Regions from separate parts of the Mus musculus genome. Here all the other regions are linked to region 1. A link is a contact called in public HiCAR-type and promoter capture Hi-C data. All regions are on one chromosome and are shown on one strand. The core of a region is the stretch at or near the end of the contact, and the rest is flanking DNA. Distances in the headings are between cores, read along the strand shown.

Region 1 (4,197 bases), core at 666-3,165:
TAACATACACACAGACTCTGTGTATGTGCATGCAGACACTTGGTATTTCCAGAACTGCTCCATTTGAAATACATTTTCTATAAGCCCATCATGTTCTGCCTTTTCTGCAAGTATGTGACCGCTTTCTCATATCACTCTCTTTTCTTTCCTGCTCTTCTTCCCACAGGCTCCAAATGACTTGCCTGCTTCCCAGAAGATAGTCACAGTCCTACAAACACACACAGCCCTTTCTCGTTTCTTGCCTAAAGTTAACTGCCTGTGTGTGTGTGTGTGTGTGTGTGTGTGTGTGTGTGTGTGTGTTGTCCCTTTCTGCAATATATTCATCATATAAATTTACTACAATATGTCAGGTATGGTAATGAATATTCTCGCACCTGGGAAATAGGAGTTCTGCACGGGCTACATGAGACTCTTTCTAAACAAACAAATGAAAAACATAATTACACTTGCATTGACTGTCTATGATCTCTACCCAACCAATTGTCAATTTTGTGAAGTAAAAAAACTGTGTTTACCAGTGTATATTCACTAAGTAAAATATTACTCTCCTTTAGAATTATAATTTATGCCACATATATAATTTCATGTTCTATTGAACAGATTAATAAATATGTACATATTATTAAAATATGTACATAAATATTAAAATATGTACATGGAATTCATTTTACTCTTCATTTAAGGTAAATTCTCCTTCCCTAAGGCAAGGATTTTTTTTTTCCTCAAACAGCTTCATGCATCCCAGGTTGACCTCAGATTCACTGTGTAGCCACAACAACCTTGCTTCCATGCCCAGAATTCTAGGATTACAGATGCGCCAATATGCCCAGATGTGAGATGTTATAAAGGAATGATCCAGCGCATCATTCATGCTGGACAAACATTCTATCAATGAAGCTACACCACTGCCAGGTTAAGATTGCTTAAAATGTGAGTTAGTTAAGGCAGGCTTGTTGATACGCGTGCCTGTAATCCCAACAGTCAAGAGACCGGTGGATCTCTGGGAATTCAAACCAGCCAGGGCAAGATGATGACCTTCGACCCAGCTGAAAGTGAGACAGTGTCAACAACAACTAGACAGTTCACGTATTTTTTTTTCAATATTAACTCTTTAAAATGTACTGTGGAATTTAGTTAAGCACATCGAAAATTCTCACATTTAAGTACCTCAAAATCACGTGTGCCTTGAAGCTACAAGACACTGCAGATACTTAGCATATAGTAGACATCTGGTATATGTTTGCTAAATATTCTTTTATACTACTTTGATTCACCAATATTACAGGAATGATAAGGTAATAATGTCCCACTACTGACATTGCCTAATTATCTTAGCCTTTGGCATTTAAATTGTTTCCTATTTTCACTTTTTGGAATAACCATGCATCTGGTCCAAATCTGGTTTTCCTAGTAATAAATTCCTGCAAAATATGGCACATTTTGCCAAATAAGCCCACTTGGCCTTCTAGTAGTTCATCTTTGGTTACTAAGGACTCTTGTGCAACTCTAGAAGGGCATGTACTGCTGACGATTATAATGACAGAAACACTAGGTACAAATTAAGGTTCATAAATGTCAAGCTGACACAGATCTGAGTGAATCTGTATTTTCAAAACAATTTCTCACCTTCCATTTTAGTTAAGAAAGTGAAAAGAAAGTAAAAGCTAAAGAAGAAATAATAATAATAATAACCGAAAGCTGAGGGTGCAATTCAGTTCTGATCCCCTAGTGCCCAATAGCTAGCTGCCGGGACCGCCCAAACAAACGAATTCGCTTCCTGTGCCGCCCTTGACTCTGTGTAGCCACTGACACGACGTTACGTCACGGATAAGGCGGGACTTCCGTCTTTCAAGCCCCGTACCGGAAGCGAGCTCCTTGTTGCCCAGGCAACCCGAGCCTCCCGCTCTCCTTGTGTCACTCCCCCACTTCTCCCGCCCCTTCCTCCTCCCCACCACCAGAGCTAGGTCCGTTGTTGCCCACCGCCCGAGATCTGCCAGCTGCGTGCCCACGAGGTGACTTCGGGGGCTGATGGGTTGCTTTTGGGGAGTAAGGGAATAGCGTGGCGGACTCCTGAAGCTTGGAGTACTGGCTTGGCGCTCATGCTGTGGCTTTAATTACCATCACCCGGCAGCACGAGGAGGTTGCCTAGACCCGTGAGAGTCCCAACCCCTGACAGACTGTTAAAACTAGTTCTAATTTATGCTCTCAAGCCCTATGTGCTTCCTAATCCTTGGGTGCCTGCTGAGAATTCTGTTCCCAGGCCCCCACCTCAGACTATTCCAGTTCAGATCTTGAGAAGTGAGGCTCAAGCATGGGAAGGTTTGGGGTTTTTGTTTGTTTTGTTTTGTTTTAACTCACAGTGTAATTCAAACGTGCTGTGGATCACAATGTTGCAGGAAGTCTGTCAGGACACGTTTCTGCAGAGATGTCTAAGCTACTGGCTCATTTACAAAAACAAAACAACAAAAACCTGAGTTTCTCCCCCGCCCCCCTTGCAACTTTTGAGTTCTGTAGGTCAGAATTCTTAGTTGATGTTATCTTAAGAACATTTGACAGTTGCTGTGGGTAGCCAGAGTTCTGAACCATTTTCCCTTTTTTTTTCTGAAATGATTGTTACAAACTCGTTGCACAAATTAGGCTCTGGACTCCACTGTTGTTGGGGTTTTTATTTGCTTGGGGGGGGTTGTTTGTTGGTTTTTGTTTTGTTGTTGTTTTTTAACTAAAAGCCAGAACATTACTCAAAATCTTAAGACTAAAAGTTACAGACACAAAGCCTCTATGAATTGTGAGATTGTGATACTGTTTGAAAGTACAATTTATGCTAGCATGATTCGTCAAGATAACAGTGTCTTTGGGATGGCAGTGGAAAGAGAAACCATGTGTATATGCTTTGGGTAAATCTAACACGTGCAAGTTCACAGTAAAGTGTATGATCCCTTCTGTTGACTGCTGGGCTGGGGGGAAAAATCAACCCAAGTTGCAGAGAGGCAGGCGTTTCCATCGTGAAACTGTTTTACAGATGGCAGAGGCTTATTGGTGTTTCTTCAAGTCCAGCGTTTAAGGAGAAGTTAAGATAAGAAGGATGGCAGGAAATTAAACATAGCTAGAGGTTAGATAAGAGTTCTCAAGCACACTATAGAACTCTCAGAATTACTTCTTTATGTTGGGAAATCCACTCATAAAGCACTTGGACAATCAGATGCAGACTGTAACATTTAAGGCCAGATGAACTGGAAATATATTAATATATTTAGACATTTGGAACTTCTTACTGATTGTTGTTTTTAGTTACTGCCCCTTAATAATTTGGGGGAGCACGGGTAGGAGAGAATATTATCAGGATATAACAGACAATCTCAACAATTCCAGTAGCCCCCAAAGGCAGGAGATTATACCTGTTATTTTCTCTGGTGGAAGAAAAATGGGACCTCTAAAAGGAATAAAGTATAGCATCTATCCCTCCAAATAAGTGCCCGGAGCAAGTACAGTATGCAGAAAAGAATTTAGCATAGAATTATCAGAAATATGTTTATAGAAAGTAATTTAAAATAATTCACTGGAAAGATAAAAGTGGTCTTAACTACCCAAATTACTCAAGATTTTTGCTGCTGTGCCAGCAATTGAGTGTGTGCTGTGTTTGGCCCTGACTTTTTTATGGTCACACTCAGATATGCTGTATGAAACACATGCCTGAAATGAGACGAACACCATCTGTTTCTTCTTTTGAACCAGATTATCACTGTCGTCATCCTCTGTTGTCCTGGTTTTTTTCAGTTCTCCCCGTTACCTGTGGTGTTTCTGAGTCAGAGTATCTTGCTCTTTCTTGGGCTTCTAGTTGATTTCTGATCGACACTAGCCACATAAAGGATTCTGCAGGATTGCAAAGTAAACCATTCACAAATCTTTATCACCCTTGCTGATAAATTAAACAGTGCCTTTCCATGAGTGGTATGTGATTTGGGCAGGGGAGGTGGCAAGAATTGTTAACTATACCCTTTCAGTCTCCTCCCACCCCGCCCCATGCCTGCCTTGGAACAGCACTTAATGCAACACCCAGGCAAGCATAAACTGGAGCCTCGGCTTGAGAAAGTGAACGGGGTTAAATAATACTTACTTGTCTCCCTCCATCTTCAGCTCTGAAGGTGGCTGTTAGAGATGGAAACACAGTCGGCTGCTATATGCTTGTAAGCAGGCCCT
Region 2 (4,197 bases), core at 1,015-3,514, 1.9 Mb before region 1:
TGTAGGAAAAGGGGATCTTCCAAAAAATCAATAAACAATGGCCTTAGAAAACAATATATAGGTGATTTTCAGGTCAAATGTCCTCCTAGACTTGAGGAAACAATTAGCACAGGTTGTCCAGAGAGCATGACATAGAAAGCAAGAGCCAAAAAGTGAAGTGAAAGTGAAGTAAGGCAAGTTCTAGACAGGCACAGGAAATTAACAAGAGACAGGTGTGTATGTGTGTTCATCCCTCCGCACCGCCACACAAGTGGCTGGGGCTGAGAACGTTCAAAGACATCAAAGAACTTTCTCCCAAGCCAGTGAGAAGCCACTGAGGGCTCCAGGCATTTGCTTTCTATTTGCCTGCCACTTGAAAAATGGTTTGGCCAGTGCTGAATCTGAAGGCAGGAGGAGTGGGTGGTGATTGGGGAAGATGGATAGAGGCCTTCAAAATGGGAAGGTTTGGATGCGCTGAACTCTCTGAATCCACAGGCTTTTGTGTTGAAAGAGTGTGAAGGCAAAGCTTGCAGTCCAAGCCCCAGCACCTGGTTGAACGTTGGACTGGTTGAGGAAATACAAGACAGTTTATTTATATGGTCTGTAATGTGCCAGCCAGGGTGTTCATACTTCTGTTTTATGTGGAAACTATTTCAGAAATAATTACAGATGGGAAGTACCAATACCTTATTAGTCCACAGCAGTTTGAAGTTTGCATGCATAATCTGTTAGTCTTGAATTGCTGAAGGTAGGCAGAGTCAGTTTGAACCCCACTGATATGAAAAGCTCAGGGAAAAGAGTTAAAAAACAGAATTTATTGTGAATGCGTTTTAATATAGATTTGGGTATCGGCATTAAGGAAGACAGATAGCCATTTCAAGAAAAGACTATATACACCCAAGTGTGGCCATGAATTGAGGCAGGGAGGGGAGAGTGCAACTTTATGAATTTGCATGTCATCCTTGTACAAAGGCCATGATATTTTCCTCTCTACTGTTCCCATTTTTAGTGTGTTCTGCCCAATTGAGCACCAAGGAAAAGTCTTTGTTCTTCCACTTCCCCATTCTTCTACAGCAGAAATCTGTAGTCTGAAAGGTAAGAATGCCTTTTCACATCTTGAGGTTGAAGAGCTTGGGGATCTAGCTCAGTTGGTAGATTGCTTGCCTAGAATACACAAAGCCCCGGGTTCAGTCTCCAGCACCATGTAAAACTGGGCACGCTGGTGAATGCTTCACTGTAACCCTAACACTTGGGAACTGTGGGAAGGAAAGTCAGAAGTTCAAGGTTATCCTAGGCTCTCTAGGGAGGTAAGACCAGCCGGGGATATGGGGAACCATGCCCCCCAAAAACCAGCTGAAATATAAAGTCAAAAGAAGACTTTCATGACAGCTGAGAATTGTACGAATTCAAAACATAATCTTATGAATTCTAATTTCATTATCCAAAATCAAATTTTTATTAAAACACAGCCACCACACTCAGCAGGCGTTGTCTCTGGCTGTTTCTGGCTACAAAAGCAAATGGGAGCAGTCTCCACGGAAGACCCACAGAGCTGGAAAGTAAAAAGACATTTACTGTTTATTCCTTTTCAGTTTCCCAGGCTCGTAGTTTTGTTTTTGTTTTGTTTTTTTTAAAGAGGCATCACTTTCACTCTTTTTCCAAGAAAAGACAATGAACTTCCGGGTATCTAAAGAACATTGCGTATGGTAGCCTGTCTTCTGATTAAAAGTCCTAGGAAAACTAGATTGCTTCCTGGCTGTGGACAAACCCTCACCTCCTGAGGCTAACTCTCTAAGGCCTGCTCTTGAAGCCCAACAAAACTCAAGCCCTTCTATGATTCCCTATTAGAGTGTGCCTTCTCTTTCAGCAGGAACAGAGATTCTTTGGTTCTTACATCTGCTCTGCCTCTGCCCCATTCTCATTGGCAAACAGCAAGAAGCGTATTTATTTATGAGAGATAACTGTGTAGTACCTATGCGGAGACATGCTCATTTCATTCTCATTACAGCCTTACAGTCTTGGTCCTGTCAGCTTTACCACGCTCATTTCACTGGGGATAATGCATAGAGAGGCTGAGTCACTCCCCCAAACGGGACAAGTGGTTAGAAAACATTCTTGCTCATACGAAGCGTTGGGTGACAAGATGACTTGAGTGAGGACAGGTTTTCCAAGAGATTCTAAGGGGCTGCAGAGCACTTGAGTGTCCCATACATTCCTGGGAGGCGGGCAGCGCGCCCCCAAGAGGCCGGGGTGCGCATCACTCTTTGGACCGACTTTCAAAAGGCAGATCCAGAGAGCCATGGGGCGGAGTCAGAGAATCCAAACCCAGGGTAAATAAAGGGTGTGTCCCCCGGTCCAAGGCCCCTGAGACCTAGAGACTCCCGCCTTCTGGAGGCCCGCAACAAAGCGCTGAGTCACGCTGACTGACGGCTGGCGCTCCGCAAACCTGTCCTCCCTTTGCTGTGTCCCTGCCGCTGTGGAGTCTAGGCACCTCCGACTGTGGCCTCCCTCCTGGGCCTGCGCTACTGCCCAGTGAGTGGCCTGGGGAACTCAGCCCTCGTGAGAGTGGTGTGTGTATGTGTGTGTGTGTGTGTTGGGGGTGGGAGGAATGCTCCGACCAGTTTTCATGATGCTGTCTTTCCCAGCTCACTACTGGGGCTCGGAGGGGAGCTGAGGGAGGGAAATGCTTAAATAGCCACCACGATTTGAGATGATAGCTTGGTTTTTCTCTTGGCAACACACTGCAATTAGTTAACTGCTTTATCCTTGTTCCTGTGTATAGGGCCTAAATGTGGGAGTCTGGAAGAAGCCAGAAAAATTAGGTGGAGGCAAAACTACTTACTAGTCGCTTATGTGTGGATGATTACGGGGCTGGACTCAGAAGTTCATTTCTGTCTCCCACATTTCATGGCCCAATAGATGCATGTTGTTTGCCTGCTAGAGAGGATCCGTTTTAGGATCTGCCTTCACAAACTGAAGGGTGCTTCTATGTTGAGTCCCTATAAAGAACAGCAGCTCACTTTCTTACAGCCCTATTTACATCCTTTGAGGCAGACGCTTCTTAATCCCATTGTATAGATGGAAAAGCTGAGACACACAGCATCCCAAATGAAAGCAGCCTGGAATGTGGCAAAACTGAGATGTAAATCTGAGGTGTCCAGTTCCAGAATCTGCCTGTTATTAAAGTGCTTCTCTTAGTTTAAGGAATCTTTGAAGGATTGGTTAGAGTTCATATGGTGATCAGATCTGGGGCTTGGAATTACTTGTCTGCAAACACCTGAAGTTAGAAGTGTGTGTGTGTGTGTGTGTGGGGGGGGGTGATTGTATTTGTTGTGTGATATTTCCTTGGTTAGGACTTAGACTTCAATCAATAATGGAACACTTTTGAATAATAAATGTAGTATATGTGTTGTTCCTGAATCATCGGTTCCATTGCCTGGGGTACTTCATAAATGGTTTGTCTGTGCTTTAGAGGACTTTATTAAGAAGTTCAAAGATTTCTTGCCTAAAAAATTACCTGCACAAGATCTACATAAAATTAAGTCAGCCAGTAAGAATACCAACACAGATGGGAGAAGGTTCCACGAAGTACCACCCCTAACTGAGGAACTTGGGCAGTTGGAGGCTGCTGGGGTAGGAAGTGTCAGTTCTCTTTAAGGAACTGACCCCTATTAGGATGCCCATGCTTCAGTAGATGACCCAACACCCATTCGTATAAGAATGGGCATCACTTAGTCTCAGTAGGCTATGGAAAATACAAGATTACATTGGGAGTGAGATGTGGAGCAGGGGTCTGAAAGGAGTTGGAAGGGGAACAAAGGGTTGCTATGATTAAAAAAACCCGCATTGTAAACATGCTTAATATTATTAAGAGATGAATTTTTAAAAATGGCCACGGACTTTAGAGATAGATGAGTATTTGAATTCAGTGGCCCTTGCAGATTTCCTTCCATGCCAGCATCATCATATTCTGGTGAGAGTCACATACCCCTAGTGTTTTCCATTTGCTTCCAGTATCACCAAAAGAGCTCCCACTTCCATCTTCCACCGCATGTCGTGGGGTAGCCATTGAAGGGTGTGTGCACGGTGTGAGGAGGTCAAGTATGCCTGCCACTGAAGGGAAGCGTAGAAAATGTTCTTTAGATATCCCTGCTGAGTTCTTCCAAAGAGTTGCTATTGTGAACTTTTGGACAAGATGACTGCAGGATTCTAAGAGGT
Region 3 (4,197 bases), core at 455-2,954, 1.8 Mb before region 1:
ATGTTGGTAGATAGAAATACTTTTTTCTCTGAAGCTCCCAGCCTTTTCCCACATATTTCCCTTAGCAATTCCTTTTCTCATAGACAGTTCCATATGCTTCAGTTTCATTTTGGTTTGGAAATAGTACTCTTGCCAAGTTTTCTCTTTGTGTACTTTGCATATAGATAGCCAGCCAGCTTTCACTACATGTGTGAGGTGCCTCCCACTCTAAAATTATCCAAGGAAGCTTATTTACATATGAATTTGCAAAGAACTAAATTTCAAGGGAAGATGCTGACTACTTTATTTGACATCTTTTCTTTTTAGACTATTTGATAGTACAACTGGCATTGGCTGCCTTCATACCTTATCATCAGAATATCCAGCACAGCAATATTTTAGTCAAATTCTAGTGGCTTCCAAGAACGTTCTCTAAAGCAGTGTTTCTTAACCTTCCTAATGCTGTGGTGTGATGACCCACAACCATAAAATTATTTTCTTTGCTACTTCATAACTGTAATTTTGCTACTATTATGAATCGTCATGTAAATACCTCCTATACAGGATACCTCAAAGGGGTCCTGACACACTGGTTGAGAGTCTTTGAAGGCATGCTTTGTGGTCGTTCAGGCAGAATACTACAGTTCAAATCTGCTACAACTTTTTTGTTTTGTTTTGTTTTTCCAGACAGGTTCTCTGTGTAGCCCTGGCTGCCCTGGAACTCATTCTGTAGACCAGGCTGGCCTCGAACTCAAAAATCTGCCTGCCTCTGCCTCCCAAGTGCTGGGATTAAAGGCGTGCGCCACCACACCTGGCACAACTTTTTGTTTTGTTTTAGAAAATACCCTTAACTTTACCACAAGCTTCAAGTGGATGCCAGTCATGGTGATGGTGTTGTTGCTTAGAAAACAATTTATTCTAGAAAATGCAGGAATGGCCATGCTGGGGAATCTGCAGGTACCAACTATAAAGAGCAGGTGACTATTACAACAATCGAGAGATTCTGTCTTCTTGGCCAAGCACAATCTGGCTCCAGACCGCAAGACAGTTTTGGCTGAGGACTGCAGCAGCTTGAGCGGGAGCGTTTCAGGTTATACCTAAGATTCCCTGACACCCCCCCCCCCCCATAGAGTTGTAAGACAAAAACAAAATCTGAACTTTTAAAAGGAAAGTCCTCAGTCTTTAGGACACGCACAGATATGTAGATCTAAGATTCAAAGTTCAGAGTTTAGTTTTGACTTGCTGTGATTTTTCTTTATTTTTGTACTTTTATGCATCACATTTAGCAATCCTGCCAGAATAACAAGAATGGATGTGGTTGGTTTGGCTGTGGTACCATACTGACTAGAAACGCCCTGGCCTTGATTTCCCCGCCCCCTACCCTGCCCTTCCTCTTATCCCCGCCCTCCCCGCATTCCCGCTCCTCCCCCCAGCCCCCGGCCCGGCCCGGCCCCGCCTGGTCTCTCTAACCGGAAGGAGGCGGGGAGAGACCGGGCTTCCTGAAAAGAGACGCAGTAACTAAGCAACCAGGGCACTTACGCCCGGGACCTTCCGCAGCTCTTAGGAGACGTGCTCCTGCGCTCGCTGACGCTACAATCCCGCGCTAGAGACTTGGGCCCGACTGGGCGTCTCTCTTCTACGTAATTCAGAACCTCTGTGTGATTGGTTATCATGGGGGCGCGGCGCTCGGATCGCGGACGCTTCTGATTGGTGCTTTGGAGCAGCGGGGCGGGATTCTGTTAACTGCCGCGGGAGGTCCGGACAGTGGCGGCCATGGGACTGGAGGGTAAGTACGCGTCTTGGCTGTCCTTTCTAACGTTCTCGGTCTCTCTGGATGGGGTTGTGCCGTTCTCACAGGACCGTGGCAGGCTGTGGAGGAGGTGAAGCCTACTCTATCTGAGGCCCGGAAGTCGGGTCCGTGGGTCTCCGTAATCAAATGGGGATTGAGGGTGCCTTGAGGGTTGGAACTGGTTCTTAGACTGAGTTTAGTAGAGCGAGTGACTGGAATCTTAGGACGTTTTTCCGAGTCCCTTTGGGTCTGGCCGGATCTTGTCTCATCCTGGGGTGCTGGCTGGTGGACCCGGGCTGATCCTCTTTGGCTCTAGTACACCCGAGCTGCCTCTCAGGGAGTGCGTGTGCACTGCCTTGGGACTGGATTAAAGTATACTTCTCTTGATTTCTCAGCCCTGTCCGAGCCCCCTCTAAGGATCCTCAGAAGCTTCTACTAATAAGGGAGTTCCCTGGGCACGATTGAGAATTTTGAGGACTTCTTGACTTTGTCATTTACATGGCTTGGGTAGGGAAGTTGTACAGATCGCTTAGCATGTAGGGCTGGAGAGAGAATTGACCAGATTTTACAGCCTCTATTCACTTATAGAAGCCAAGATTCAGTGAGTATTTTCACATACTTTCATTTGGTTCATTATTTCTGTTCTTATCATTCACTTCTTAAAACGGGATAGGACTAAAGGACCAGGTTTAGATGACACATGACAGTAGCACAGCATTAGCCACTTGAGGCTTTGCTTTCCCCTTTTGCAAACTTCATATTTTCTTGCTTCCATTATTTGTTTACTTACTGGTTGTAAATTTGGTCTTCCCTCCTCTTTTTTTCCAGTTTATGTGTCCGGGTGCCCCCATGTAGCTGTCTTACCCTGCCCTAGAACCCTCAATTCTCTGTCTCCCAAGCACGTGCTCCTTTCTTTCCTGCCTCCTCCCTCTGAATTTCTGAGACGATTTTAAATGTAGGTGAATTTGTGGGAGAAAATGGACACATGTAGTTGCAGGTGAGAGCTGAAACTCAGAGAGTTAGGATAGTAATCCTCCATTGAGTTCTTTGTAGACTTGTAGATCTCAACTAAGGCGGATTTTTGCCAGATCTCTAAAGCTGTGGCATTAAAAGTCTAAGCATCTATAGAACAGAGTATTGAATGAGCACTTCATATGAGCATCACTTTAGGGAACTCCTAAAGGGAACTTTTCTTAGCCTTAGATGTAGGAAAGAGCCCACATGTAAAGCCTGTGTCCTGTTCCATTTCCTTTCAGGGTCTACACTGAAAGGGTGCTCAGGGGAAAGGCTTCCATAATTAAAAGAAGGGTTCTGAAAAGAGAAGGGAGCAGTTTAAGCATAGCTATCCTTGAATAAGGAAGGAGAAGCCAGATTGTCTTCAGCATGAGCTCTAGGGAACACTTGAAGAGGGTGTTCTTAAAAAGAAAGCTCTAGTTCCAGGTACATTTTAAAGGAAACCACAGAGATAATACCAGCAGAGCCTTATGGGATGTACTGGGTCACTAGCTAAGCTGTGCAGCCCTAATCAGCACATTTTCTGTGAAGAACCAGATGGTAAATATTTTAGGCTCTGTGGGTCATCTGATTTCTTTCAAAGCCACAGAAGTAGCCATTCAGAATATAAGTGAATGGGCAAGCCAGGTTCCTGTAAAAATTTGTTCGTAAAAATAGACAATGTGCCAGTATACTTAGATTCACATCCTAGCCTGTTTTAGTATCCTTTTCTGCTTCACAACCCAGAACAAAAGGCAGTGCTATAAAACAGCCTTTTTGCTATTTTTCATGACTCTGGAATCTGCTAGACTTAGCTAGTGGTACTTTTATGAGTCTTTTCAGGGGTTTCTGTAGAAGGCTGCATTTAGCTAGAGGTCTGGCTAGAAATTGGGCGCAGGTAAGAATGTAGAGGTGGCTGGGTCCCTATCTCTCCATGTAGCTTGTAAGCCCTTTTCCTCTCATTGTCTCCCCCATGTCCTTCTAACCTAGTAGCTGTATGATAACTCCAGAAGTAAAAGCCATCGAACCTTTCATAGGCTGAGGTCAAAGATCTGCATGTCCCTTTTACCATGTCCTGTGGCTTACATGGTCCCAGTGCAAGGGAGATTCCTAGGTGCAGTGGTGCACACCTGTAATCCCAGCCCTCAGGAGACTGAGGCCAGGAATATTGAATTCAAGGTCAGCATGAGCTATAAGCTAAAACTTGGCTTTAAAAGTATGTGGGAAGGTATGGTCGCTAATAGCCTGGCACATTGTGTTCTAACTTCTTTAAGCTTTTGGCTTTGCATTTACACTATATAATTGATACCTTGTATAGGTCTGTCAACTAGACTATGGCCACATATAGAAAACTCTTAGTCTGTGTAGTGTTGGATAGATAGTGATTTAATAGGTAAGAAAGCTTAATAAGCTGATAAGAGTGATAAGAGAAGCAG
Region 4 (4,197 bases), core at 1,113-3,612, 1.2 Mb after region 1:
CCCCAGAGCCGCTGAAACTTGGACAAGGACTAACAAAATCTTGCTATGTCCAAACCTAGCTCCATCCTTCTCCAAAGTCCTAGAGCACCCTCCATTTATTGAAGTCTACAAAGGGCGCTGGGGATGGAGCTCAGTGGTTGAATCTTCTTGTTGCCTAGCATACACAAAGACCTGGAATACATCCTCTGTACTAGAAAAAAAAAATAGACATGGTCTCATGTAGCCAAAGATGCTCTTGAATTCCCACTTCTCTGGCTTCTTCTACCCAAGGGCTGAGAACGTAGTGTGTGCCAGCATATCCTGATCTGATGCTGCACAGGGGCTTCATGCAAACTCCTGCAAGCAACTCTACCAACTGAACTACATTCCCCAACCCCAGAGTGGCATTCTTTTGTTGTTGTTGTTGTTTTTAACTTATGAAAATAAATTTTTCACTGTTCTTAATTCAATGTCACAGTTCATTTCATTGTTGTTTTCTTGTTGCCGACTCCTGGAAGGTTTGGATTACTTCCTTTTGTTCCCCCATTAATTAATTTATTTTAGGGGGTGGCTTGGAGGAGGGGGGACTTCAATCAGGATGTAATGTCAATAAGTAAACAAAGTGGCAGTTCTTTCACCTGAATTGTCCACAGGTTTCTTCTATTATCACCCAAGCTGTGTAAATGGAGTTTACCACCTAGAAAAGGTCACACGGGATTCACATAACCTCTAGAAAAAAATCATCTTTGTCATCAATATTAATCTAACTGGGTCTGATGACACACACACCCGAAATTCTAATGCTTGGGAGGTAGAAACAAGGGTTCTCCTGTGAGTTCGAAGCCTACCTGGACTACTACCTGGGTGAGTTCAATACCAGCCTAAATACATAGCAAAAGTCTGTCCCAGAAAACGAAAACCAAACCAAAATAAAACAACCAAAAGGAAAAAAAATGCCCTTAATCTCACAACCAAATTCTCGATTCATTCCATCATCAAGATTTTGTGCTTCCTTCTGGAAATTTCAGTTTTAGTTTTGACGTTTGTGTCTACAATCCGTTTCTAAGTTAACTTTTGTAAATACGGAGAATGACTTTTTTTTTTTCTGTAAAACTTGCGGAATGAATTCGTGCGCTACTAAATATAGAACGGTTATCTGTCACTGTGCACTGTATAGTTGGTTAACTGTGCTAAATAGAATTCGGGAAAAGAAATTGGCTTTGGGCAAGTAGGACAAGGAATCCCTAGTCTAAGCTGAGGAGAGCTTCCGCCTGCCTGGTGGCACCTTTTGCTAATGTGAGAAACCGGTGGAATTTTGAACAAACTGGGGTCTTGTTGCTGTGCGCAGCTAAGCTCCACAAACACAAAGAAGCTATTCGCAATGATAGATGCAACAAAGTTTAAAGGAAGGGTGCGAGCGCTCAACACGTGCGTCTCGCTTTCCCACGCTCTGCCTAACTCCCGCACAAACCCACCTTTCTGGATAAGGCAGCGCTTGGCCAGCCTGCTGCTCTGGAGAGTCACCTGAGCAGCTGGCAGTACTCTGATCGCCAGCGGCTGGAAGTGGCATTCGAAAGTTTCCCTGGGATAAACCCAGTGCCCAGGACCCGTGCAGAGCCTTTTCAACCATGCAGGATTCTGGGTTTCTGTCTGGCAGAGAGTTGGAAACTGGGGCGGGCGGATCCACCGATGTCTCCCCGCCCCCACCATTCCCGGCACCGAAGTGATGCCCACAGACTGCGCCCACTCTCCCAGACGCTCTGTAACTGCCCCGATTTTGTCCTTCCGGACTGAAGACACCAGGCGAGCCGGTGCAAAAGAGGGGCCTGGGGTGCCCAAGGGTCGACAGGTCGCCGATGTCCGGGTATTGGAGGCCCAGCCACCAGAAGGTTAACAGCCAGAGGATACGCGTAGAGACTCCAGGGTGACCCGGGTTGGGGGTGGGGGTTGGGGGTCCCTTGCTGAACTTCTTTCTCCCCTGGCGCAGCCGCCCTGGCTCTGCAGCCGCGTTGTTGCCGTCCCGCCCCGGAAGGGAGAGCATGACGCCCGCGGAGCTGGCCTGGGCATGCTTTGGCCCCTGCCTCAGCCCCAGCGAGGCTCCCACCTGGTCTCCTGGTTGCTAAACTTCTTGGTGACCACCTTGCCCAGCTCCAGGCCCAGGCGATCGGCCACGCGCTGCGACAGGTCCTGGTGAGAACTGCCGCTGAAGAGCACGATGTTAGGCATGGTGACCGGGGACTGAGGAGCGCGCTGGAGAAGGAGAAAGGGACTGCGATGCAGACTACTGCTACCGTTGCTGCGGCTGTTGCTGCTGCTGCTGCGGTGGCCTGGGCTGCTGGTGAAGCGGGAAAACGCAGCAGCAGGATCTAGGGGAGGGGAGGGCCGGGGGAGGAGCCAGAGGGAGGAGGAGCAGCTGAAGAGTCGCTGGAGGGTGCTGGGAGGCTGCTTCTGCCCACGCAGGCTGGGCATCTGGGTTTGAAGCTCTGGGTGGTCCCGAAGCACCCAAGTACAGTTGCTCCGTAGGGGAGCTCCAGGCTCCACATAGGACTTCCTGACTTGCCTTTAAATGGGGAGGTCAACCAACCAGATAAAGTGGGCACAGTGAGCCATTGCAGGAAAGGGCCATGTGGTGCCTCACAGCCAGGAGCAGCCTTTCAACCCGGAAGCTCAGAACCCAGAGGTGATACCTGGGCTTCAAGTGCACACCGTGTCTACATAGGCCAGACCCACACATCGGTTTGTATTTGCACACGGGAGTGAAGCATGTTTGCACTTGAAGTGGTGATATAGACTACGTTTGAAGATGGACTAAGAAAAGGGTTTCTCACCAACAAGAATTCTCTTTCTCTGTCATTTAATTTAGATGTATATTTTACAAAATTAGCTCAAATATTTTGTTTTCCAGTTTTTTCAACAAAAGCTGAAAATTTTGGTTTTTTTTTTTTTTCTTATTATATAAATGCCCACATTCTTTCTTGTCTTTTGCTTCTTGGTCCACAAAACCTGAACATGTTACCGTCTAGCTCCTAAATGTGTGTTGCTCTGTAAAGGAGTCATTGATGACAGCCACCATTTGACCCCTAAGCTTGGCCACAAGAGGAAAGCGTATTTTCAAGTGGTCAGTTGCCTCTCACCAATTCCTTCTGAGTCCTCGTTTTTATGTAGATAGGCTGGCTCTCAGGCTCTCTTCACAACTTCCTGTCCCTTGGATTCTCTAGAGTCAGACTCCCCCACCCCCCACCCCCACCCCTGCTGCGGCAACCAACCCCCCTCTCCCAGAGTCCTTTGCTTTCCCTGCCCTCAACCCCCACCTCAGCATTTCTGAAGTAGCTAATGCAGTGTCAGAGCCAATCGCCAATCGCTGGGCACAAAGCACACTTAAGGAAAGGAGATTCATCCTGAGCTCCTGGACGAGTGGAGCACTAGTGATCCTGACTTACATTTCTTAAAAGCTTTCAGAGACAGATTAACCTGGCCAGATAGTTGCTTGGGCTCTACCACTGTCTACTGAAATTTGGCTTGCCATATACAACAAAGACTACTTGCCCTTGAATTGTAGCCCACTCTAAAGGCACTTCTTGTGTGATTGGAGTTTGGGAGAGTATTTAGATTGACCGTATCTTTGGGGGATTTGCTTCTGGGCCCTTCCTTGAACTCTGCAAAGGTGTCAGCCTTTAATCTCAGCACTCTGGAGGCAGAGGCAGAGGCAGAGGCAGAGGCAGAGGCAGAGGCAGAGGCAGAGGCAGAGGCAGAGGCAGAGGCAGAGGCAGAGGCAGAGGCAGAGGCAGAGGCAGGCGGGTCTTTCAGTTGAAGGCTAGCTGGCCTGTTGAAACTGTGTCTCTCCAATCCCCTAAGGTTCCTCAAACCCAAGCAAATTGAATTTATGAAAGGGTTTCCTTTGAAACTCCACTGACTGCCCCAGTGGTTCTCCAAAGCGCTACTCCCATTGCATTTCTGTTCCTTTTCATTCTGCTGACAGAGATGTACATATCCTATTGTATTTCTTAAAAGAGCCAAGGTGATGATATAACTAATCTCATCACTTGGGAGGTTGAGGCTTGGGGACCAAGAATCCCAGGCCAGCCTATACTATATAGTGAGACTTTGTCTCAAAAACAACTGCAGCAGCAACAATCTACCTACAGTGGGTTTTAAGCTACACCCAGTATATGCTGCATAAAGATTCAGATGACAGACCACACCATTAATATTATAATG
Region 5 (4,197 bases), core at 776-3,275, 1.2 Mb before region 1:
AGTGAAGGGTTTCAAGCTGGGGAATGACATGATCTAATTTGACATCACAACGTTGCTGAAAGATTACTAAAGTTGAAATCCAAAAGGCTTGAATAGCAAGCCAAGCTAAGACTCTAACACCCGAGATTCTGAGCAAATTGCTTAATCGTACTACACATCACTTCCCTCATTTAAAGATGAGACAGTGGCATCACGGTGACCTTTTAAGACCTTGGAGATTGCATAATTCATCTATTTTCTGCTTGTTTCCTTGAGCATAAGTAAATGATGATTGTAGAATGGCCAATTCATTAGTTATGAGTTATATCTCAACTTACTATAAACCACATAGCGATGAAGTATACTCCTATAGAAAGTTATTTTAGAAGTACTTCTTTACTGTAACCAGAGATGATAATAGACATGAATAAGATCTCTGTGCTAAAAGTTAATAGAGTGCTTTTGCAACTCTCTGGTACAAAGTTTGGTACATGAAGAAAATTGGCCAGGAGGCATGAAAAGATTTACGGGCCAGGCTACTTGGAATGGACTTAGTTATTTGTTCTAGGTCATGAACTGATATATAGCACAGAACAGTATAAAGGTGTATGACTCTTCTGCCAAGCACTACAATCAAAATACAACAGTTTAGTTCTTTCCATGGTAACCAATGACTGAGGCAAAATCTAAATTGACCACCTACTGGATTTAGTTCCACACTTGATGGTCTGATACACGTTTCTTCACTTAATTCTTAACCTTACTTGCATTTCATAGATATGGAAACAGGAACTCGGAACATGGAAGTAAGCTATTTTGTGGAAGGGGGCTACATTAGTATCAATCAAGGCAACTTATTCCAAATGTTTAAAAACAATGTACAAGCACTAAGTCAGCAGATTAAGTACTTGACAAGATTCTATGACAGTGACCAGATTATTCAACCAATAAACCAGTTCTGCACTTACAGAAACTTTTAAGTACAGTGTGGAGCGAGAACTTGTGCGTAGCACTTTTGGTTTTAAGAAGCGGAATTAAGCAAAATAAAAGGAACTGGATTACCAAATTATGTACAAACTATATGGCAACAGTACAATGGCAGTTTCCAGGTTCGTTTTCTGGTGAAAGGCCAGCGAAGGAGCCATGAACTGAACAGTGTCACCTATGTCATTGGCCAATATGTTCATAGCCTGTGAGGCCCATGGATATAAGGAGATGCTAGGCATTTTGATTTCTAACTTTCACTAACCGTTTAAAGGAAGCCCACCATCTGCCCAAGTAAAGCAGCGCACACAGTATGGCAAAACCTTTGAAACATGTACAGCATCTTTCCAGTGAAGGTTGGAAAGGTCTCTTAACATCTCCCGTCAAAACACCCACAAACACACCAGTAAAAGTTGGATATGCTCACTGCACACCCCACTTTAAGTCACAGAAAGCATGCTTACCTGTCACATACTCAGCTTCGAATCTCCGCCGGGTCTCTGAGATTAGCTTGGCTTTATTCTGAGCGTTATTCTGGATAGGAGACACAACAAAACCTTAAGATGCTCTCGGTCCTTACCCAGATCACTCCCAACACAGCTCACCTGCACCGGAGCGCACGGGCCCTGGGCCTGGAAGCTGTCTTCCAGGCTCACGGCCCAGGCAGCGATGAGGTGCTGCTCACCTCGGCCATGGTCACAGTCGCGGAACCTATTGTGGTTGTACCCGTCGCTCCTTCCACAGCCTGCAGCCAAGTGTCTCATCACCAGCCAGCCCAGCCCAAAGGTAGATCAAGAAGGGAGGGAGGGGGGGAGGGGGTCGCGTGACACCGGAACGTAGAAGGAAGTGCCTCCACACTGTCCAATCCCATAGTGTTGTCCGGGGTAGAGGCGGGAATAAGTGCTCTGCTGGGCTCCCACTTGCTTCTCTAAAGGAGAAACCCCGCCTTCCGACGACCTCCTGGCACCGGTGTCCCGCCCCAAGTAGCCTGGAGCACTCTGATGCTTTTCCCTGAAGCTCAGCCCCTACAGCTCAGCTGGCCATTTGCTTCCAGCCCTCGGAGGCTCCGCCCCTCCCAGGTCCCCTCTGGCTACCACCTCCTGCAGGCTTTGCCGCCTGAGTTGTTCAGGCAACTATTGGGCCGGTTGTCCCAGCGTGCAATGCGCGGGCGGGAGGTTTGGAGTCCTTTGGTGCAACTGGAACGTGGCAATTTGGCAGCCTTGGAGAACTGGTTTTGGTTTGGTTTGGTTTTCTCCTGACCGCTCGCAGATAACTTGCATTGTGAGTATTCGCTATATTCGGCGATTATTTCTGTTAAGGTTCTTTTCTTTTGGCTGTGGTGTCTGGCTTTATAGTGCTGGCAACTTGGTCTGTAGCCTAGGTTGGCCTCCCTTCTCAGACATGAGTTTTCTGTGTCAGTCTCTCTGATCCTGGTTACAGGTATAACCACCACAGTTGTGGACTGGGAGACGCTCACAAGGCAACCGTCTTTGAACTCTGAGTTAAGTGGTTATAGAAAGTTAAAAGGAAAGATGTTATTTTGAGTTACTTGTTCTTAACGAGGTGGGGGTAGACTCTTGTTCCTGCCATGTAAGTGACATTTGTGGGTGTCACCGCTCTAGAATGGGAGTGTAGCTGATTTCTAATGGGGAGAAGCCAACGATGCTGCCAAGCTTGCAGGACAGGTCGCAATACTTATCCAGGGTGAAATGCAAACATTGCCGAGACTGGTGAAAGCTTAGATTTATAAAGTACTACAACAAACTATTAGCTTTGGTGGCTTAGTTGAACATAACAATGCTGCCTTTCTTAAAAACTGACCAACACTGAAGACTACTTGTACTGGCAATTAGAGAAAACGTTTTCCCAGGCACTGGGGATGTCGATCACAGGTCCAGCACATGCTGGAGACCTCAAGTTCCAGCCTCAGCAGCCCTGCCCCTCTGCCAAAAAGGACAACCCACGTTTTACCTAGTCTGTAGCTGGTTGACCTTAAAAAGGCAGTTAACATCTTTTCCCAAAGCGTTTTCAATATTTGTTTTTATGGGAAAATTTGAACACATTGTTTAAAGTTTGTTTGAAAACTTTCATAAAAATATTTGAGTAACTCCGAGCTCCCCTAGACTCCCACTTCCCTACTTTGATACCCATATTCTTTACTAAAAGTCAACCATCATGGTAAGGATTACATTCCTTTTAACTGTAGTGTGATATTCCATCTGTTTATTTTCTTAATGGTAATCATTCAAGTTCTTAATTTTTATGTTGCAAATAGGAGTGCAGTATATATTTCCCGGTTGTAGTATTGTTTCATATGGGGTCAGGTTGGAAATGCAGTTGCCAAAGAAACACAGTTCAGTTCATTGCTGGGTTAAAATCTGTAGTCATCTGTTTCATAAATTACTTGTTCATTATACCCATGTGTGTGTGTGGGGGGTGCTCGAGTGTGTGTGTGCGTGCTCTCGCGGGCGTGGTACACAGATGAATGTCACAGGATAGTTTTCTGGAGTTGTTCTTACCTTCTACTCTGCTGAGGCAGTCTTTCTAGTTTCTGCTGCTGCTTTGCATATTGCAGCTTTATAATTCCTGTGGGCTTTCAGGAGGGTCTCCCATCTCAAGAAAGGAATGCACTGATTGCAGGGCACATCACTGTATCAGGGTTGTTTTCTTTTTTCGTTTGTTTGTTTGTTTGTTTGTTTGTTTTTTTCCCTAGTGAACTCTGCTCCTCCCACTTGTTCAGGCATTCACAGCTAAGCACTTTTCCCCAGTTCTCTGACAGAAGGTACTTTAAAGAGAACATCTAAGATCTATTAGCTAGCTTGTGATAAATAAGTTTCTAACAACATTTGTTTTGTTCTGTATCTGTTCTCTTCAGTCTCTCTCTCTCTCTCTTTTTTTTTTCTTTAGGATTAAAGGCCTCAACTGGAATCCATTTGCAGTTGGAACTGGATCAACACAGAGACTTGATGCATTAGAGTGGCCGGCAAACAAGCAATGCCATTTAATGAGCAAGCAAAGTTCTTGTGCTATCATGGGGAAATCCTTGTCTTTCAGTTGTCCAGAGGAGAGCGTGCAGATTTAGAAATGCCTACAGATCCACTGGTCTTAGGTGTCAAAAGGATGATGTTTGACAGAGAAACTAGTACATTCCTTCTGATATCCACTGTTTTTTTAAACATCAACGAAAAAGATTCTCATTTAAAAATTCTGTGTTGTAACTGTGTGTCCGATTTG
Region 6 (4,197 bases), core at 1,124-3,623, 1.1 Mb after region 1:
TTGCTGGTTGTTTCATCACTATTCAGGTTGTGGGATTTTCTCCGAGTAGGAATGTTTAGGTCCTATTAAAGCGGTCTGTAAGGCTGGGCCAGAGCACCTGTGAATGACTGTTTTGGAACTTTCTTGGATGCAGATGCTGAGAGAACACCTGGGTGTTAGGGACAGAAGATAAAGTTTAGGGAGAAAAACTTTCTTGGGTGTACATTCAAAACTCTTAGGCCCACGGTCTTGGTAGTAGTAGGAGGCTTGGGGATTCCAGGACCAGGGAAAGAGAAACAGATCCCACTGTCAGGAATGGGCAGGTGGGGAGGGACAAAGGCTGATAATTGACAGTGCTTATCTTGAGTCTATTTGACAGTGGGAAATGGATTTGAGTGGATTTCCTCTAGCTTACAAGAGTCTTTTTTAAGTTTACAAAAAGACAGCCAGGGCTATACAGAGAAACTCTGTTTTGGAAAACAAACAAACAAAAAAAAAGATAAATCCTCCACAACTTGTATTTTCCAACCTCAAAAGACCTTCCTAGATTTTCAAATACTTTCTTAGAAGCCTTCATATCCTCAGACCTGACATAAACTTTTCCTATCCAATTACTACCATGAGACACAGTTTGTTGATCACTGGCTTCAAACCCTCTCAGAGATCTGATAAGGATATATCATAATCTAAATGGCCTATGTGCCCATTAAAATGACAGACTTACCCATCACTTAGTCACTTCACTAGGTTCCTGTGATGTTGATGGCTTCATTGGGGACACAGGCTCCAGGGTAGACTGAAACTTCGGTTCCCAGGCCTGGCCAATCTGAGAAGCCTTCCTGTAGATGAGGAACTTGGAAGACCGACCTTGCTTTGTCTTAACTCAAGGCATTTCCAGTGTCCCTGTTTGTCCACAGTTCAGGACAGGCCTCAGCATCAGGCAAGGCAATGGAGCAGTATTTTTCAATGGTTTCTCAGTAGTTATCATACTACAGTCCATGTGGAACCCTTTCTTCTTGTGTCCGTATCTTCTTGGAGACCTTGAGGGTGTCACTGCTGGGATGTGGGAGTCTCTATCATTTTAAGAATCTCAAATTTAAGCTTTTAAATGCTGTATTCAGTAGAACTCTGACAGGTTTGAAGGGCAGGGGCCTACTAAGTATACTGGGTTAGACAATCTATGTCCATTTCTAGTTATCTGTTCCAAATTGTACATGTAGCCAATACAAAGCAGGAGGCTAAATAAAGCTTAATAATTACCTGCATCACTTCTCAAGGTGACTTTCAATGCAAGTCTGAGCACGTGAAAGGGTGCTTTTACAAGTTCTTTCTTTTTTCTTTTACTTCTAGCATTTGCCCAAGAGTCAGATAAGAATGCTTGTAATTCTTGCCCAGATGCTGAGCCTTGTGGGATCGACATTATAGCATCCAAGTCTGTTGACATTCTATAGTGCCTAGACACAATCAACCTTCTGGCCACTGAGAATAAGGAGGGAGACAGTGGATTGCTAAGTACATTTTGAGGGTTTCTCAATCCCCTTTTCTTTTATCTCAAGGTCAGAGTTAAAGAGAATGCTTTGGGACTTTCTCTGGTATTCATGGAATTAGTGGATGATGTTATGGCTTTAAGTTCAAGGGTATTGACAATGAAGACCTAAACATATTGCTGAACCAGGAGTTCTCAGAGCATCCTAAGTGTGTATCTTAAAACCTTGATTTCTTTTTAAAAAAATTATTTATTTATTTATGTATTCATTTTATATATGTGAGTACACTGTTGCTGTCTTCAGACACACCAGAAGAAGGCATCGAAGCCTATTACAGATGGTTGTGAGCCACCATGTGGTTGCTGGAAACTGAACTGATGACCTCTGGAAGAGCAGTCAGTGTTCTTAACCTCTGAGCCATTTCTCCAGCACCCTGAGAATGAATGGTTTAAGGAATAGTTTCTTATGACTGGTTTAAGGTAATGACTAAAACTTACCTAAGCTATTTTAATTTTATCCCTTTTGATGGTTTTAGAATGCAGTGCAAGTCCCCCCTCCTCTAAGCTGTTTCTTGTTAGTGATTTAGTCACAGCAAAGAGAAAAGTAACTAATACAGCCATTTATGGTAAGGTGAGTGGGTAAAGGACTGACATACTATGTAAATAACATTATAATTAAGACATAAATAGAGCATAAAATGGGAAATTTGCAGCCAGTACATGTAAAAGAATGAAATGTTCTGTTAAGAGTATTTGCAAGCAACTGGCTAGTTATAGAGATCAGCATAAATAAAGCCAGGTGCTCTGCATCAGAACGAAGGCATTTCAGAGAATATTAAGGTCGCCCCTCCCATCCCAGCAACATTAAAGGGCAAGCCTTAAAGGGCAGAATAGGCTCACTGCCCAGGACCACCTTGGCCTCTGCTCGCTTGTTTTCAGCTGTGGTTCAAGTGGGTTCAAACGCAATTCAACCATCACTCAATTCACCATCACGCAATTCAACCATCACAAGCAATTAGCCCTAGCAATGCCCATGTGGTACTCACTCTGCAGGTGTGTATAATACTAGAGCCATGGAGGCGTGGCAGCCCCTTCTTAGGTTACAAAGGATCTTGTTCACTGCTTGGGAGACCACGAGGAAACCTGATGCAGAGCTGGAGCTACCAGTGGGAGTCCCTGTTAGAGTAATGCCTAGAAGAGCCGTGAGAACCCAATATCTGCAGCTGAAACCCCACCCCTCCACCCCCAAGGATAGAACATGCATACTCAGTTCACAGACCAGTGCTTCAGACGATCCTTTGCAAATCATTGTTCTAATCTTACTTTATTTTATCAAAATGTGCATATAAACACAAAGACATAGTTATTATATGATTACTTCCAATGGCAAAATATTGGAAGCAATCCAAATGTTCAGCAGTAAAACACCGGGAAAATACCTCAGGGTGTATTTCTTTAATGAAATGCTTTATATTTTTGAAAAGTATACACTTTGAGGGGGTAGAGAGATGGCTCAGTGGTTTAAAGCATGTGTTGCTTGTTGTACTGGCTGGTTTTGTGTGTCAACTTGACACAAGCTGGAGTTATCACAGAGAAAGGAGCTTCAATTGAGGAAATGCCTCCGTGAAATACAACTGTAAGGCATTTTCTCAATTAGTGATCAAGGTGGGAGGGCCCATTGTGGGTGGGGGCATCCCTGGGCTGGTGGTTCTGGGTTCTATAGGAAAGCAAGCTGAGCAAGGCAGGAGAAGCAAGCCAGTAAGTAAGGAGGAAATGATGTAGTTATAATCTCAAAGCCTGGAGCTGGTAGGATCTGTGGTTGATTTTTTTTTTTTTTTTACTAAATATAATACAGCTGCAGTGGTAGGCTATCATTTTCTGATTCAGACTCAAGCATCACCAACAGAATACAAGAGATAGAAGAGAGGATCTCAGGTGCAGAAGATAACGATAGATGAAATTAATACAGTGGTCAAAGAAGATGTGAAATCCTGCAAAAGAAAGGGAGGAAGGATTGGAGAGCTGGAGAAGTCAAGAACATCATAAGAAAACTCATGGAGTCAACGAACCTGGGCTCACAGGGGCTCACAGAGACTGAACCACTAACCAGGGAGCCTGAGCAAGACCATCTGCATATATGGTGGTGTAGCTTGGTCTTCATGTGGGACTCCTAATAGTGGGAGCAGGGGCTGTATTTTGACTCTTTAGCCTGTGTTTGGGACACTTTCCTCTTACTAGGTTGCCTCATCCAGCCATAATACGAAAGGAAGGTTAAGGCAGAAAGTGTGTAGTCTTACTCCAACTTGATATGTCATGTTTGGTTGATACGGCTGGGAGCCCTGCCCTTTTGTGAGGAGAAATGAAGGAGGACGGAATGGGGATGGGTAAAGAGGGGTGGAGGGAGGAATAGGGAGGAGGAGGAGAAGAAGAAGAAGAAGGGAAAATTGCAGTCGGGGTGTAAAATAATAGTAATGAAAAAGGAATCTTAAAACTAATCAGTGCAAATGACAACTTTTATATCAGAGTTCTGTTTTCTACTACAGATTTATCACACATTTGTCATGTAAAATGAAGACGTTTTAATCATTCATTTGAAAATATACACCAATGGGAAATAACAAATACCCCCAAAAGCTTTTCATTTAAACGAATACCTTTAAAATGATTTAGGATTAAAAGGCTTTTTAAAAATATCCTTTTCAGTGTTTAAGCAACATCAAAAGCTTAAAAAG
Region 7 (4,197 bases), core at 457-2,956, 1.0 Mb after region 1:
CAGCTTGCTTCTCTTGTTCAATTGCTGTGAAGAAAAGAAAAAAAAAAGGAGACTTAGAGCATTCTATAAAATGACATGATTTCCATTTAAAAACCCTATAAAAATTCTAGAAAGACACATAGCAGCCTCGCTAAGCAAGACATGCTAAACAGAAGTACAGTTACCCAATAAATGTATATGCACAATATGGAATATGAAATATTCCATTATTAAATCACTAGAGCCCGGCGCTTGTTGACTGCAAAACAGTTTTTAATTAACCTTTGCAGGCCATATTCATCATCATCAAACTGTCGACTCCTCCCCCGCAGCCCCCCCCCCCATCCTCCCTGCTGCCCCTCCCTTCCTCCTCCCGGCCGCTGCTCCCCGCTCTGCTCTGCTCCCGCCCAGCCCGTTCTGAAAATGGGTGGGGGCGAACAGCTTACTTTCTTTTGAAGGCAGAGGATTTTTCTCTTGCGTTTCTGTTTTCTTCAACTTCGACTTATCGAATTTCTCGATCTCAGCCATATCGGGTTTGTCAGACATGGTTGCTGGAAGGAGCTGCAGGTACAAAAGCCAAGACCAGAGCTAAGAAAGAGCCACCCACCCTCGCCTCTCCCAGTTCCAAAAGCACACCCCCACCCCGCCGGAAAGCCCAAAGCCTGAAATCCTACTGCCTCTCCCTCTGTGTGCTTTCCTTGTCGAGTCCTCTCTAAAGATCTTCCTCTTTCTATAGGAAAAAAATCTTCCCCCTTAATATTCCCAAAGGGAAGATTCAAAGAACGAAGGTGGAAATAGTCAAAGGTGAGTATTCCCGTATAATAAAATTCACCATTGCGGAATGTTAACATTGCAGCTTTGAAAAAATTAAAGTCTGGATAGATCGAAGCCATTTCCAGTTTAAGTGGGGGAAAGTCTAGTAAAATCTCTTAAAAAGGAGCCAAGGTCGCAATACGCATCTCCGTTTTCTAGAAGGGCTTGCTCTCCAAAAGATGCCAGGCGGTCCAGCTTTCTCCTCCTCACAAAGGCGGGGGAGCTGACGCCGCCAGCTGCCGACCACCGCCCTACTCGCTTCCTCTCCTCTCTCTAGTCCAACAATGCTGCCTTGGCACACAAAACTGCCTCCCCACTTCTCGCAAAAGCATCTTGATCTGCATACAGGGGCCTTTTGACGGCCTTTGCATACATTCGTCTGCAAGGGCTTCCGAATTTTCACGCTAAAGGCCGGGAAGGTTAAACCCGCCACAGATAACAGCCCTCGAAGCCATTAGGCGATTAAGGGGAGCACAGAGCGTTTGAACAAAGGATCTTTCTAATTCTGATTAATTACAGCTAGCTAGGCAAGGGAAAATATTTCGGAGAGAGGGTCGAGGAGAAAAAAAAAACAATTCCCCTCTAAGCTGCGCAACAGAATGCCCAATTTTATGGGGTTTTCTCTTTCTTAATCAAGTTCCCCTTCCCGTTACTCGGCATCTGGAAGAGTTTAGCATCCCCCCCCCCCAATTCCCCGAAACTACCATGCCTTGGACTTGGCTTTAAGGACGAGGAGGATGAGGGGCAAGTGCCTGCGCTGGACAGGCAGGGAAGGACAGAAGGAAGGGGCCCTGGGGCTCACCCGAGCGAGCTGCGCGAACGAGGAGAGTCTGATCTGCTCAGAAGCCGCTGCGGATTGTCGGGAGGGGCGCGGCGAACGCCGCTTTATGTGTGCTTCTATGCAAATGAGGTGATGTCACTCGTAGTCCGGCTTAACTCCTTCGCGCCGCATCTCCGGAAGGGCGTTCGGAGGCTGTCAGACCCCCTCCCAACCCCCACATCCCCATTCACCAGCGCCTTTGAACCACATCGATGGCGGAACTAGAAAAGGAACAAACGCCTTCAAAATGCTTTCCCCCCCATTTGACGTCTATTTTATTATCATGAACTTTTGCAGCAGCCGCCCAAACCTGTTCTTAAGGTTCAATGCGTGATAACTAATGGCCTGAGTGGCACCTAAGGGGACAGGCTTTTCTTTACTTTGAAACCGGCTTTGTCTGCAGCCAACGCCCCCAAGATAGGGTGAGGTGTCCCTCATACAAGAGCTGCTGGGGTCTGATTCCAATGACTCAGCTTTCAGACCAGTGGACAGCCCCACCCGGCCCTCTTTGTCTCCCTCGCTTGTCTCCCCCTTGATTTGAGAGGGCGATAAAGGATCCTTGAGTGGATTTTTAAAAGAAAAGTTTTAGCGCCGCAGCATTTGTATTGTTTGCTATAATTTCCGTGAGCAATCGAGTCAAGTGCCTAACATTTGCTAGGTGTAAGGGGGCTTCAGAGAGAACACAGCCGGCCCCTTCAAAATTAAGTCAAAGTCAACTTCTGTTACTGACTGACAATAAGGAAGTTCATTTTCCTTTTCTTATTTTCATCAATTAAAAGTGATTGCTAATGGGAGCCAAGGATTCCCAAAGACCACAAGTCCATCAGCTCTATTATCTGAGGATTGAAGCTGAAGCGCGAACTAGCTTTTGAAGGGAAGGTTTTCCCTGCAACACATGTGGACGATTCAGGTAGAGATGTGCCGGTTTCAAAATGGCACCTGAGTCCGTAAGTCGCAGGGACCCACTTGCTACTAAAAAGTAATTACAGATACCAAGCTTGTGCCTGCAAGTGGCAGGTGGTTGGAGGTAGCTCCGTAGGATATTTTTAAAAGGGCATCGCTGGGATTATATCTGAGACACAGAGAACTATAAAACATTCCTTCTCCTTTTCTGTGCCCTGGAGGGATGTTTCCAGAAAGCCTTTGCTAAGCATTTTTATGGCAGAGGCTTTGCCTCTCTGGTAATGTCAAGTGTTATTAGGGACCCTAAACTGCCGCTGCTGGAGCAGCTTGGACTTCCCCATTTCTTCATCTACTTCCCTTTTACTTGGGAGGAAGGAGATGGGGGTAGGGAGGAGCAGGTGACCCATGTGGTTCCCCAGTTAATGCTCTACTTGGGAGACTGCCTTTCTGCCCTTTGGATGGGGCCCTAGACCTGTTTGAGCGCGCATTAGATGTCACTTCTCTGGTAACACATCCTCTCTCTCCCCATGTCCACTTGGAGGGAGTTCACTGCATTGTTGAAACACAGAACACATCTTGCAGGGTGCATTTCTGACTTCTGCTTGGCAGCTGCAGTTACACTGACACCATTTCGGTGGGTCATTGGATTCCAGTGTCCCTTCCTTCACTCAGCTGTCACCGTGTACGTGTCTTCCTATGACAAAGGAATGCTATCGCCTTGACCCTGGTTGCCTGTTTGCCTTAGGAAAGATTAGCCCTTACAGAAGTTATGCGGCCAGAGGAGACTGAAGAGTGGAATCTGTAAACATCTAGAATTTTCTACTTTCGTAACAGCGTAGCAGGCAGATTATTTTAGCTGCTGACTGAAAAAGAGCAGGCAGCCTGTAAGAGAGGAAGCAACTTGCCCTGGGAACTGAGTCCTCTGTAAACGGGCTTCCCTTGCCCACTGGGCAGAAAAATAGAAAAGAAAGGGTGATCCGGATAAAATGAAATGCAAATAAGAGGGTTTGTCTTAAAAGTGTCCGGGTCCTCCTGTCGATCATTCTTCTCTTAACTCTTCTCTGTAAAGTGGACAAGTGGTGATAAGGAACTGTAGGAGTTGTGGGAAGATCAAGTTCTTGGGACAATGGCGAGCACTGTGTTCTCTTCTTATTTAAAATAGAAAGTTGAGAAGAAAAGAATAAATGTGTTCTTGTTTGCCATTAACAAAAACCTCAAGTAATTTGGCATTTCATCTCTTATAAAGGGAAATGTATATATTTCATTACATATTTCTGCATAACTAATACTTGACGATATCATTTATCTAATAAATTACCAGTGAAAATTAGATATTTTGTGGGTTTTTTTTTTTTTTTTGCAAATAAAAATAACTCATTTGGCAGAGCATTTGCCTAGACTGCACCAAGCCCTAGGTTCAATCTCTAGTGTGACATAAAACAGGCCTGGCATGACTCGCCTGAAATGCCAGCACCCAGGAGGTAGAGGCAAGAGGATGCTACTAAACCAGCCTGTTTCTTGACACCTAGAAGATAGTATTTGCTCAATTAACCATCATCACACTGCTTCAGTTGATTCTCAGTACTTGAAGTCAGTTCCTTAACAGATGACTTGAATAACCGGTTTCCATCTCAGACAGTTGAATCTACTTAGCATTAATATTCCAGATGTCAGGGATAACT

What was found. Promoter capture Hi-C pulls out the DNA fragments that hold promoters and counts their contacts. HiCAR-type assays count read pairs that join an accessible place to other places. Capture Hi-C pulls out chosen DNA fragments and counts their contacts.
Region 2: a contact with region 1 is called in a promoter capture Hi-C map of erythroid cells, with 14 times the contacts expected there. The contact joins the promoter of Pir here to the promoter of Gemin8 in region 1.
Region 3: a contact with region 1 is called in a promoter capture Hi-C map of liver, with 3 times the contacts expected there. The contact joins the promoter of Piga here to the promoter of Gemin8 in region 1. A contact is called at or near these places in 5 of 39 promoter capture datasets (the 3T3-L1 cell line, cranial neural crest, hippocampal neurons and 2 more), 3 of 115 datasets of contacts at active chromatin or transcription factors (astrocytes, large pre-B cells and microglia) and 2 of 9 other capture datasets (adipose tissue and liver).
Region 4: a promoter capture Hi-C map of pre-B cells shows a contact between it and region 1, with 5 times the contacts expected there. The contact joins the promoter of Prps2 here to the promoter of Gemin8 in region 1. A contact is called at or near these places in 7 of 39 promoter capture datasets (the 3T3-L1 cell line, 3T3-L1-derived adipocytes, the C10 cell line and 3 more), 5 of 484 Hi-C or Micro-C datasets (CD4 T cells, CD8 T cells, the G1E-ER4 cell line and 1 more), 1 of 115 datasets of contacts at active chromatin or transcription factors (large pre-B cells) and 2 of 9 other capture datasets (adipose tissue and liver).
Region 5: a contact with region 1 is called in a HiCAR-type map of astrocytes, with 4 times the contacts expected there. The contact joins the promoter of Fancb here to the promoter of Gemin8 in region 1. A contact is called at or near these places in 9 of 39 promoter capture datasets (the C10 cell line, HPC-7-derived erythroid cells, cranial neural crest and 5 more), 3 of 115 datasets of contacts at active chromatin or transcription factors (astrocytes, differentiating embryonic stem cells and stem cell-derived neural progenitor cells) and 3 of 9 other capture datasets (adipose tissue, embryonic stem cells and liver).
Region 6: a promoter capture Hi-C map of second pharyngeal arch cranial neural crest shows a contact between it and region 1. The contact joins the enhancer-like site here to the promoter of Gemin8 in region 1. A contact is called at or near these places in 13 of 39 promoter capture datasets (the 3T3-L1 cell line, cranial neural crest, embryonic stem cells and 8 more), 4 of 15 datasets of contacts at CTCF or cohesin (the NIH/3T3 cell line, embryonic stem cells, large pre-B cells and 1 more), 140 of 484 Hi-C or Micro-C datasets (3T3-L1-derived adipocytes, the AML12 cell line, the AtT-20 cell line and 77 more), 25 of 115 datasets of contacts at active chromatin or transcription factors (DN3 thymocytes, the NIH/3T3 cell line, T-cell acute lymphoblastic leukemia and 17 more) and 3 of 9 other capture datasets (adipose tissue, embryonic stem cells and liver).
Region 7: a contact with region 1 is called in a HiCAR-type map of astrocytes, with 7 times the contacts expected there. The contact joins the promoter of Tmsb4x here to the promoter of Gemin8 in region 1. A contact is called at or near these places in 10 of 39 promoter capture datasets (the C10 cell line, HPC-7-derived erythroid cells, cranial neural crest and 6 more), 5 of 484 Hi-C or Micro-C datasets (cardiomyocytes, embryonic fibroblasts, embryonic stem cells and 2 more), 21 of 115 datasets of contacts at active chromatin or transcription factors (T-cell acute lymphoblastic leukemia, astrocytes, bone marrow-derived dendritic cells and 17 more) and 2 of 9 other capture datasets (adipose tissue and liver).

What each region holds. Positions count from the first base shown.
Region 1 is chrX:166,168,539-166,172,735 of GRCm38.p6, forward strand. Gemin8 (gem nuclear organelle associated protein 8) reads left to right here and starts at 1,916. Exons shown (of 4, transcript NM_146238.4): 1 at 1,916-2,012.
Region 2 is chrX:164,267,167-164,271,363 of GRCm38.p6, forward strand. It overlaps Pir (pirin), which reads left to right and starts at 2,265. Exons shown (of 10, transcript NM_027153.3): 1 at 2,265-2,511.
Region 3 is chrX:164,418,076-164,422,272 of GRCm38.p6, forward strand. Piga (phosphatidylinositol glycan anchor biosynthesis, class A) reads left to right here and starts at 1,705. Exons shown (of 6, transcript NM_011081.3): 1 at 1,705-1,765.
Region 4 is chrX:167,380,387-167,384,583 of GRCm38.p6, forward strand. Prps2 (phosphoribosyl pyrophosphate synthetase 2) reads right to left here and starts at 2,363. Exons shown (of 7, transcript NM_026662.5): 1 at 2,084-2,363. The coding sequence starts at 2,205.
Region 5 is chrX:164,978,567-164,982,763 of GRCm38.p6, forward strand. It overlaps Fancb (Fanconi anemia, complementation group B), which reads left to right and starts at 2,026. Exons shown (of 9, transcript NM_001146081.1): 1 at 2,026-2,244; 2 at 3,871-4,197. The coding sequence starts at 3,958. Mospd2 (motile sperm domain containing 2) reads right to left here and starts at 1,809. Exons shown (of 15, transcript NM_029730.4): 1 at 1,649-1,809; 2 at 1,428-1,497. The coding sequence starts at 1,657.
Region 6 is chrX:167,237,163-167,241,359 of GRCm38.p6, forward strand. It overlaps Tlr8 (toll-like receptor 8), which reads right to left. Exons shown (of 3, transcript NM_133212.3): 3 at 3,961-4,197. Among named protein-coding and RNA genes, the nearest start is that of Tlr8, 25 kb to the right of the region's middle. Within about 2 kb of position 2,374, at least 4 of the 459 cell types and tissues checked have an H3K27ac peak or open chromatin away from gene starts, as enhancers often do. A contact at or near this core is called in embryonic limb bud and second pharyngeal arch cranial neural crest, where this site is marked.
Region 7 is chrX:167,207,512-167,211,708 of GRCm38.p6, forward strand. It overlaps Tmsb4x (thymosin, beta 4, X chromosome), which reads right to left and starts at 1,707. Exons shown (of 3, transcript NM_021278.2): 1 at 1,595-1,707; 2 at 426-540; 3 at 1-24. The coding sequence starts at 525.